Linked DNA regions of Sus scrofa: regions 1 and 3 are each linked to region 2. The links are chromatin contacts, called in public targeted proximity ligation maps. All regions are on one chromosome and are shown on one strand. The core of a region is the stretch at or near the end of the contact, and the rest is flanking DNA. Distances in the headings are between cores, read along the strand shown. Region 1 overlaps STPG4. Region 2 has its middle 79 kb from the start of EPCAM. Region 3 overlaps TTC7A (tetratricopeptide repeat protein 7A).

Evidence for each region.
Region 1: a contact with region 2 is called in a targeted proximity ligation map of skeletal muscle, with 4 times the contacts expected there. A contact is called at or near these places in 2 of 47 Hi-C or Micro-C datasets (heart right ventricle and skeletal muscle) and 1 of 2 datasets of targeted methods (skeletal muscle).
Region 3: a targeted proximity ligation map of skeletal muscle shows a contact between it and region 2. A contact is called at or near these places in 2 of 47 Hi-C or Micro-C datasets (embryonic fibroblasts and heart right ventricle) and 2 of 2 datasets of targeted methods (alveolar macrophages and skeletal muscle).

The regions. Positions count from the first base shown.
Region 1 is chr3:93,437,342-93,440,757 of Sscrofa11.1, forward strand. It overlaps STPG4, which reads left to right. Exons shown (of 7, transcript XM_003481221.4): 7 at 401-729. The coding sequence ends at 517. Among named protein-coding and RNA genes, the nearest start is that of STPG4, 53 kb to the left of the region's middle.
Region 2 is chr3:93,262,875-93,266,094 of Sscrofa11.1, forward strand. No RefSeq gene overlaps it. Among named protein-coding and RNA genes, the nearest start is that of EPCAM, 79 kb to the left of the region's middle.
Region 3 is chr3:93,471,884-93,475,363 of Sscrofa11.1, forward strand. The region is part of intron 18 of TTC7A (tetratricopeptide repeat protein 7A); the gene reads right to left. Among named protein-coding and RNA genes, the nearest start is that of STPG4, 87 kb to the left of the region's middle.

The sequences.
Region 1 (3,416 bases), core at 5-2,504, 170 kb after region 2:
CACCCAGGTTCAGAACCCATTCTCTCCAACGCACCACCAGTAGCCTGAGGTCATGAGAGGGGGTGTGCTGGCATTCCCAGGGACAGGCTCTGCTTGGGGTTCCTAGGAGGTGCCCAGGAGAGGTGCACTGGGGTGTGAGCCCTTCCCCCTGGGTCTCTCACTTGCTCTTCCGCCCTTCTCTCAGCAACCCCGCAGCCTTAGGGAGAGCCACCTACAGGTGCAGGTCTCAGCTCCAAGGACAGACTCTAATTCAAGGGCACATAGGCCTTGGCCCAGGCCGGTACAGCCCTGTCTCCCCCTGTGGGGTTTCACTGGCCACATCTGAGCCAACAGCCAGACTCGGGAGGCTCCCAGTTTTGGCGTCATCATCTGATCACCCCCTGTTTTCTGTTGTTTTCAGAAAACCCCAGGCCCAGGAGCATACACGTCTTCAGCACAGTTCCCCAGGCAGCCCCGGACCGTAGCCAAGATGGGCCGAGAACACAGCCTTTTCTTCAACAACACAATTGGCTTTTAAAATAGATCCTTCTTGGCCCTAAGTGAGTTTCCGTAAGTTCTTATGTTTAGAAAACGCTTATTTTGTCTATTCTTTAGGAGGGTTTGACCACAGACCATAATCCTTTGCCCAAGATGACCATCCAGCCCGCTGATCTGGAATAGTCCCAGCAAAATTTCCAGCTCGCTCTCAGACGTCTCTTGGTTTGAACAATAAATTATATGCTCACTCTGTGTATTGTCAAGGGGTGTCCTTCTGGAGGCTATGCCCCTGGGCTGCTCTTACAGCATCTCGGGCGCTGCTCTGTGTGGGTCTCCGCTGTGCCAGGCTTATAATTCCTCCCAGACTCCAGGAGACTTTCTTGGGGGCTCGGCATTCAGTCAAGGCCAACCTGAGCTTGACAGGATCCCAACAGATGGTTCTTTCTCTTTCTCAACTCCCTGAAAAGAACAATATTGATTCAACCCAACAAGCATTTGCGGTTTCGAGTCAACAAAAATATTTTGAGTGTCTGCTCCGTGCCAGGTGCTGTGCTGGGGCCCGGGAGTGGGGGTTGAGACAGAGATGAACGAGGCATGTGACTGAGTTTCGGAGGGCTATAGGGGAGACAAGGCCAGAAAGGTAGTTTGGAGGCGTTCCCGGCTCAAGGGTGGCTTGCAAAACCGTGCCAAGAAGCTCCTTCTGTTCACCTTGTGTGCAGCGCAGGGGCTGCCATCCTGTGGATGGGGTTCCACCTCGAAGACAGGCCCTGGTCTCGGGAAACTAAAACCACCGTGCCGGTAGACAGAAGAGCGGTTCTGACAACAAAGGTCACAGCGCTCAGAGCAGGGACAGGACAGCACGGCCCGAGCGGGGAAGGACGGCTGCAGGCAGGCTGCAGCTTGGCTGGCACCCAAGGGACGGGGAGACTGAGAGAGGCAGAGAGGAGAGGGAGGAAGGTGGAGGGCAAGGAACCTTGTCTGAGCAGAAAGCAGGAAGAATTATTTGCTGGAGAGAAACAGAGGGAGCCAGCAGCAACTAGAGTGGAGGGTGCAAGTGGGGCGGAGAGGGGTGGGGGGAGCCCAGACCCCAGCCAAGCAGTCAGTGCTGCTCCAGCCAGACAGACCCTCTGCTGGACGGCCAGGGTCTCATGAAGGATGGGGAGACGACAGAGTCATTAATCAATAATAGGGAGGAGGAATTCCCATTGTGGCTCAGCAGTAATGAACCTGACTAGTATCCATGAGGACTCGAGTTTGACCCTGGCCTCGCTCAGTGGGTCAAGGATCGGGAGTTGCCGGGAGCTGTGGTGTAGATCACCAACATGCCTCAGATCTGGTGTTGCTGTGGCTGTGGTGTAGGCCAGGAGCTGCAGCTCCAATTCTACCCCTAGCCTGGGAACCGCCATATGCTGCAGGTGTGGCCCTAAAAAGCAAAAAAAAAAAAAAAAAAAAAAGGAGGAATCTTTTTTTTTAAACTAAGAAAAGAAAAATACATAATATAAACCCTTACATTTTATTATATGTTTAAAAAAAAAAACCACCTCTCTTCTCTAGTCTTATAAACACCTTTATATTGTGAGTGTTGGGCAGGGAAGGGGAGGCCCTCGTCCCACTGGGTTGATCAAGTTTCCTCTCATTTGTGGAGGAAACTCCCCACACTGCCTTCCTTCAGAGCAGAAAACAGCCCCTTGGGAGATCAGGCGGACGCCTCGGGGTGGTGGCTCTTGTCCCATTTTGATCAGAAGGTGACTGCAGGGCAGAGAGCTCCCCATTTTACTTTTCACATGTGTCAAAGGCCCTGAAGAAGGTACGGCTGGCCGTCCTGATGGAGGGTGTTTTCTCTAGGAAGCAGTGTCTCCACTTGTGCCTGTGCTCAGGGCAGCGGTTCTAGAAGGAGTGAGGCGAGGGGCCATTATGTCCATCTTAGGGCTCATGGGTGGAAGATTAGAGGCGCCCCTCATGCCAGCAAGGGCAGCGCGGGATGCCAGAGGGGTGACCAGGGCGGGCAGGAAGGCCTTTCTCTCCCTCTGGTTTTCCTCTGCTTTCTCTCGGCTGCCTCTTCCCATGCAGAGGATTTAATGCAACGTCCTCCTCCTGTCATTTACCGAGCCTGCGCCCTCAAAGCACGTGACCAGCCCCTCTCAGTTCCAGAACTGGGTTCCAGGGAGAGGGAATCCAGTTGGCCAGCTTGGGTCAGGGGTCTACTCCTGGGCCCTCCAGCTGTGGCCAGGAGTGGGGGCTAGACCCTGGGCGCAACACAGCTGCAGGGGCCCAGCTGTGTTAGGTGTGTAATCGGGGTTGACGCAGGTCCCCTGTGTTCTAGAAGAGAATGAAGGCTCTTTCAGAAGAAGAAAGGGAGAGGGTCTCTTGCCTGGCCTGCAAGAAGGGCGTTTGGGAGGCCTGCCGAGATTTGACCTGGAGGTGGAGCCCATGGAGAACATTCTGCAGGGGCATCCGACACCCTTGTTATTTGAGTCCATTCACCACGCTTTGCCCTTGGCTCCCATGGCTTCTGTCTTCTTTCTGGACCTGGAGGCATCTCAACCCTGTCCTCCTTAGCAGCCTCACCATCTGCCTGTAATGCAGCCTGTGACTTGGGGTGATGTGACAGAGGCTCTGCCCTGGGTACTAGCAGAAGGGCTGGTAGGTACCAGGCAGTGAGGAGAACAAGGTTTTGCTTCTGCTCTTTGACATATTCCAGCATTTTTTATAGTATTTTATACCAGTAGGGAGAGGCTTTCCCAAAGAGATCAGATTCTGGGTGGTTTTTTCCTGCCTTGAGCCTAAAACTGGAACATTATTTGAGGAGCAGGGCGTCCTTCTGTCTTTTCCGATGTGGAGAGACTAGACAGACCTAGGTTGACTTTGAGCTTGAGCTCTGTGATGGGGATGTTAACACTTAGCAGCTAGGGCTGTCATGTGCACCCAGGGACAGGTCC
Region 2 (3,220 bases), core at 312-2,811:
TGGCTCTGGTGTAGGCCGGTGGCTGCAGCTCCGATTCGACCCCTAGCCTGGGAACCTCCATATGCCACCGGAGCAGCCCAAGAAATGGCAAAAAGACAAATAAATAAATAAATAAACAAAGAGAGACCTGCAGGAGGTGAGGGAGTGGGTCACGTAGCAATCTGGGGAACCAGCATTCCAGGGAGAGGAAATAGCCAAGTGTCAAAATGCAGGGTGAATAGGCAAGTGTCAAAAAGGGTGAGAGTGTGTCTGATGAGTTTAAGGGACAGCAGCAAAGAGGCCAATATGGCCGTAGTGGCAAGTGAGGGGAAGAGCTGTTAGGAGAGGAGCTCTGAGAAATTAGTAAGCAAAAAAAAAATTATATATATATACATATATACACACACACATATATGTCACAGGTGTGGCCCCGAAAAGCAAAAGAAAGAAAGAAAGAAAGAAAGAAAGAAAGAAAGAAAGAAAGAAAGAAAGAAAGAAAGAAAGAAAGAAAGAAAGAAATTAGTAAGCAGCGGGGCCCAGAGCACCTTGAACCTTCAAGCCAGGATGGAAGCTTCAGTTTTTACCCCAAGGGAGATGGGGAGCTATTGCAAGGATTTGAGAAGAGAGACCATCTAACTTAAATTTATGAGCATTCATGATCTTATGGGACTCCTGGCTACTCTCTGGAAAACAGACTGTCCATGGTGGATGCTCATGAAGGCCATATGTAACATGGGACCAGATGCAAATGGTCCTTGAGGACAGCATGAGCTTATCCTTGATTGGTCAGGAAATCGGCTCGTTTGTTCTCTTTAGATTATATTCTTCTTCTCCTTTAGAGAAGTGCCACAGCTGATGAGGGTTTTCTGGCCCTAATCATTGAATGAGCCTGGAGAAACCAGACAGAACTCATGGGAAATAAACCAAGAAGGTGGCCTGCTCAACTGAAAGATACCAACTTTGCCTGTAACCATATATACCCCTAAAAGTCAAGGCAGACTTCCTGGAGGAGGGGGCCTCAACTATCCAGCGATTAATAAAAGGCAAAGCATGGCAGGAGAAACTAGCCTTTCACAGTCCCAGCACTGCCGCAATACGACTGCTGGCTCTGAGTCACCTTCAGGATGGCCCTGGCAAATGAGCACTAATAAAAAGCTTGGCTGAGACAAGGAATCAACGACTTTGACTACCTCCTCCTTCCAAGACCCTCCCCAGGCATATCTGGTAAATCCTCAGCGTTAAACTATCCAATAAAAGTTGCGGATGTCAGCACTCCACCCCTCCAAAGAATGGAATCTCTAACGGTAGAATTTCAAGCACCTGGTAAGGCCAGCTCCTAACATTCTTTAGGCTAGGGCACTTCCGGGAGCGCCTCTATTTCTATGACAAAAAAGGCTCCGCTTCCCACCTTCTTTTTCCAGGAAGGAGCGCAGAGACTGCAGACACGCGGAGAGAGGCCTGAGCGGGCGGCGAGGTTCCCGGGGTGTGCCAGCCGCCCGCGGGGTCCGGGTCCCCGCACGCAGGGGCGGCGGCCGCGCGTGCAGCGGAGGCCGGCGCTCGGCAGGGGGCGCATAGGACCCGCTCGGCGCGCCGGAGTCTGGCCTCCCCCTCCTCCCTCGTGGTCGATTCCGCTCCCCATAGCCCACAGCCCCACCGCCCAAGCGCTCGCCCAGCCTCTGGGCGTGTGCAGGCGTCCTAGGGAAGCGCCTTCCCAGGCCATCCTTCAGCCATCCTCTGCTCCCTTCCCCCGCCGCCCAGCCCTGTTTCCGGTTGTACCACCCCCTCCATAGGCCAACCCCCTTTTCCCGCAATTCCTTCTTTTCCAGGTGTGGCCGGCGCGGGCGCGGAGGTCTGGCTAGGCTGTGACCGGAGGACTTGGGCCTGGGAGTAGAGGTTTTGTGGAAAGAAGCTGCAGGTGACAGATCAGAGCCAACTTCCCCCCACACCCGGTCCTCGCCCTTGACCCGCTTGGCCCCAAATCTTGGGGCTGGGCGCTTGAGCCAAGAGTAGTGTCCTGGGCCTGGGAAAGGAGGGAAGGTGTCTGTTCTCTTTACCTGTTTGTCTGTGCGGGGCCTGGTTGGGACCAGTCAATATTTGAATGAATGAAAAAGAAAGAAATGGATTTTGTTATTCTTACCAGTTATTTTTATTATGCTATATAAAATATTTAATGGTATATAAGGCTTTCTTCTTTATAAATTTTAGTTGCATAATACACACAATTTTAATATAATGCTAATTTTTAAAGAAAAATTGAAATGTAATAGATAATACTAAATAATAAACATGAAAGCCATACAAAATGGGATAAAGTATAGAATAAATTTCCTATTTGTCTCAGCATATTTTCCATTCCACTTCTCCATAGGGAGTCACTTAATATGTTTCTTAAGATCCATGATATAATAATCAGTGTGAATGTAATTGTTTAAATATATGTATTTTATTCTGTAAAAAAAAAAAAAAAAAGAAAAAAAGAAAGAAAGAAAGAAAGAAATGGAAAGTCAGTCTCTCTGCCCAAGACTTGGCTCTGGCTGGCTCTGGGCTGGCACATGACCTCTCAGCAAGATTGACCACTTACCTTGTTCCTTACCTGTCTGTCTCCCCAAGACTATCTTTCCACACCTCACAGCATTCATTTCACCTCCCTTTGCTGCTCAAATACCCTCACTAGCCTCTGATCCAAATTTCTTCTCCTCTTGAATTCAAAGCTTCTACAGTCTTGCCACACAACATACTTAGGATGCATGTATGCGCTTCTGCTTGAATCTGCTCTCCAGCTACACTAAATCTACTCATGTTTTTCTGAACCTAACTTGACCTGGTTTTCCTCTTAGGAGTGGCCCTTCCCCTTTGCCCCTATGGCAACACCATTTCCATTGCCTCCAAATCTTTCTCTTCCTTCAGGGTCCTGCCTCAAACTCTATTCCTTTCGTTCACGAAGCAGTCCCTCACTTTTTCAGCCCAGAGTAAGTTTTCTCAGCTCTGTCCTCCTATATAGGATACACTCCTTGGCCCTTTTTTGATACCAGTTATCTGTGGTGCTTTGTCATATAGTAGTTATGTACCTATCCTTTCTCTCCCACTAAATTGTAAACTTTTGGGAGTTCCCATTGTGGCTCAGTGGAAACGAATCCATGAGGATTCAGGTTCGATCCCTGGCCTCGCTCAGTGGGTTAAGGATCCGCCATTGCTGTGAGCTGTGGTGTAGGTCACAGAAGCTGCTTGGATCTGGCGTGGC
Region 3 (3,480 bases), core at 563-3,062, 210 kb after region 2:
CAGGAAGGAGGCCTCATCAAGGCCTTGACTGTAGCGCACAGCAGAGGGGGGACTCGGCAGGAATGCTGCCTAAGGTCCGCTGTGTAATCCAAGGAGCCCACCGCACCCGAACTGCTGCAGAGGGCTTCTGAGCAGGGCACCCTCTTTCTCTGCCGGAGGCGAGAATGTGGGAGAGTCAGAGAATTGGGCCAGGCTCTCATGATGAGGCGGGAGAGAGAAGCACAGGCTCATGTCTTCAGAGACAGTGTGGACTTAAGATTTCCAGGGGGAAAGCTCAGGAAGGCCAGGCCAGGCCAGGCAGCGCGAGCTTTGAACCCAGGGCCTCACAGGGAGGGCAGGCCCAGCGGTCAGGGGATGGGCTACCTCAGCCTCTGCTCTGCTGTCACGTTGCCTTCTGCTGCCTGGGGCTCTCAGCAGGCTGCCCTCATACCTGAGTGCCCAATGTCCAGCTGTGGGCTACTGACCGTGCTCCTGGCCCTTCCACGAGGTGGAGAAAAAGCGTAGGTTGGGAAATAGAGCAGTCGAGCCACCCAACCACTGGAGTGATCCAGGGCAGTGGAGTGACAAGTGCCAATGCTGAGCGTTCCAGGCACTCAGAAGGGGTCAGATCAGCTGTGCTGGTGTGGTCAGGGAAGTCTTCCTGGGGGAGGCGGCATTTGAGCGGAGGCATGAAGGCACAGGGATGCTTGGATGGGCAGAAAGAAGGGAGGCTGGGCCTGGAGACCTGGAGGGCTGGGCCCCACTGTAGCCAGACTTGAGGGTCACAGAGGAGAAGGGAGAAGCAGGAGGAAGTGTGCGGTGTGAGGGGCGGGGGTGGGCAGGCCTGTCCTGCACCAGCCCCGAGGCGTCTTCCTCCATCACCAGGAGCTCAGCTCAGAGGCTGGGCTCCCCGCTCCCCTGGATCTGTGTCTCAGCAGGCCCGCCCCAGGCCTGACCTACCTGCCCACCCGGTCCTGGCACGGCCCACTAAGCTGTTGACAATGTGCCGTGCTGTCTCTTGAGCCCCATCTCTGAAGCTTGTCCCCCATCCTTCCCTTGGGAATATTTCCTAGTGCCTCGACAGCAACAGATTTCAATTACAGGGCTCCCCACCTCCTTCCTTCCTTGGGGCCCTGGGCCTTGTCCCAGGCACACGCCAGAGGACATGCCCTGAAAAAGAGGCAGGGCCGCTCTGCTCTGATGGACTTCAATACCTGTTAGGCAGGAAATCAGATGACACAGAACAGAGCCAGAGGAGCGAGGGCTCCTGAGGGCTCCTGGCCGCCCGGCAGACAGCCCCTGACAGGCCCGGCCTCCGGGACGGGGCCCTGGACCTGCACACAGACCCACAGGTCTGGGGGCTGCAATGCACCCCTTCTTCACAGCCTCAGTGTCCCCAGGCAGTTGTTTTACCAAACATGGTGCTCCCCAGACAGCCGACCTGGGTTGCAGCAGGAGCCACATGGCACCGTGCCCGCCAGCGCCCCAGCCTCCACCTCCCAGCCCACACCCATCCTGGCCTCCCCCAGCCAGGGCTGGAGGAACAATCAATGCTACCGGATTTTCCTTGAATTTTCATAGTCAAGGTTGAACGGGGGCCTTGCTGCCCGCTCAGTGTCAGGGGGCCCTTCTCTGATCCCCTCGGTCCCTCCCTCTTTGCTCCCGCCCTTCTGATTTCCACTCCCCTCGTCTCTTCCTCTCCGCCTACTCCTGTCCTCCTCTCTGTCTGTCTCGGCTCTTCTGCCGCTTCCTTCCATCGCTCTCTACCCGCCCCCCTCTGCGCTTTCTCTCCGCAGGCTCCAAATGGAAAACATCTGTTCCCTGGAGCTTTGCAACAGTCCCTTGTATGATTTTTTTTTTTCTGAGGCATCCTGATCTAACCCTGCACCCAGAGCTGGCTCCAGGCTTCCCGCCGTTCTTGCCAAGGCTGAGCCTCTTTGCAGGGAGGGGGGCCTTGCTTGGCGGGCCTGGAGCCAAGGAGCAGGGCGAGCGAGGGAGGGCCCCGGGCCCCCGCCCTTTGAAGGCCTCCCTTGGTGAGATGGGCTGCCTAGAGACCCCAGAAAGGAGAGAGGCACCCCCTCAGGGCAGGAGAGAAGGTTAGACCCTAAAAAGGATCTAACTTCAGCCCCCGGGGGAGGGGTCCCCAAAACTGTCCTCTAAAGGAAATAACGGAGCAAACCTCAGACATATGGATGCTCAGAATAAAGGGGAAGGAAGGGGGGCAGGGGGGAAGGAATGAGACAGAAAAAGGGGGTGGGGACCAGCCAGGAGAGTCGCACAGAGAAGCCGAACGTTGGAAGGGATCTGGGGGTTGGGCTGGGACCTTCCAACCCTGGGCCCCAGAGGGGGCCATGTGGGCATCAGGGCTCCCGACTTCCTGTCCTGGGAGTGCTGTCCTCAGGGACTCAGGAGGAGGGGGTGACAGAGGAGGGAAGGAGGGAAAGCAGGAGCAAAGGGAGACAGGACAGGGGAGCGGGCACCGAAGGCTGGAGGGCAGGGGCTGGGAGACAAGACAGAGGGGAGGAGGAGAAGGGGAAAGAGGAGGTGCCAAGAGGGAAACTGAAGGACCAGAGGCGCACGGGGGACCAGGGGTCAGACGCAGCTGATGCCGCCGCGTGGTAACTCTATCATAAATACGCTCTTGAGACACAGCCCTGAGGGCCCCACCCTGGGTCCCCAGTCTGCGCAGCTGACAGCCGGGGGCAGCTCCTGCTTCAGGGTCCCCTAAAGAGCCAGGACACCAGCGCCCAGACAGTGGATATCTGCCATTTGGGAGCTGAGACTTGGGCAGACCACCCCGAGCTGGGAAAAGCCCAGGGCCCTCCAGGTCAGGGGCCTCTCCCACCATCCGTCTCCCTCTCTCTGGCACATTGTCTGCCCGAGACACAAGCTGCAGTGGGAGAAGAAGGTGGGCCATCCTGCTCTTCTGGAAACACCCCTTCTTTTTTTTTTTTTTTTTTCCGCTTTTTAGCGCCGTACCAGCAGCATATGGAGGTTCCCAGGCTAGGGGTCCAATCAGAGTTGTAGCTGCTGGACTATACCACAACCACAGCAACGTGGGATCTGAGTCGTGTTTGCCACCTACACCGCAGCTCACAGCAACACCAGATCCTTAACCCACTGAGCAAGGCCAGGGATCGAACCTGCATCCTTATGGATGTTGGTCAGATTGGTTAACCCCTAAGCCACAATGGGAACTCTGTGGAAAGCCCCTCTTGAGGCTCAGGAGCATCCATGGGGCCAGGCGCCTCTCCCCTTTTCACACGGATCCATGGCCAGAGAGGTGACAGTTTTGAAACTCATCTCTCAGGTGGGAACCCTCTGAGAGGCTTCTCACGTCACCCTGGGATGGGAATGAGGCTGAAGAGGGAAGGGGGAGGACCACCGTGGGGAGAGAAAGGATACAAGATTTCCCAACCTAAGAGGGGGTTTGTGATTGACAAAACAGACTGGGGATGCGATTTCTCTTGAAACCAGGGGGATAAGCTCATTCCAAAATGA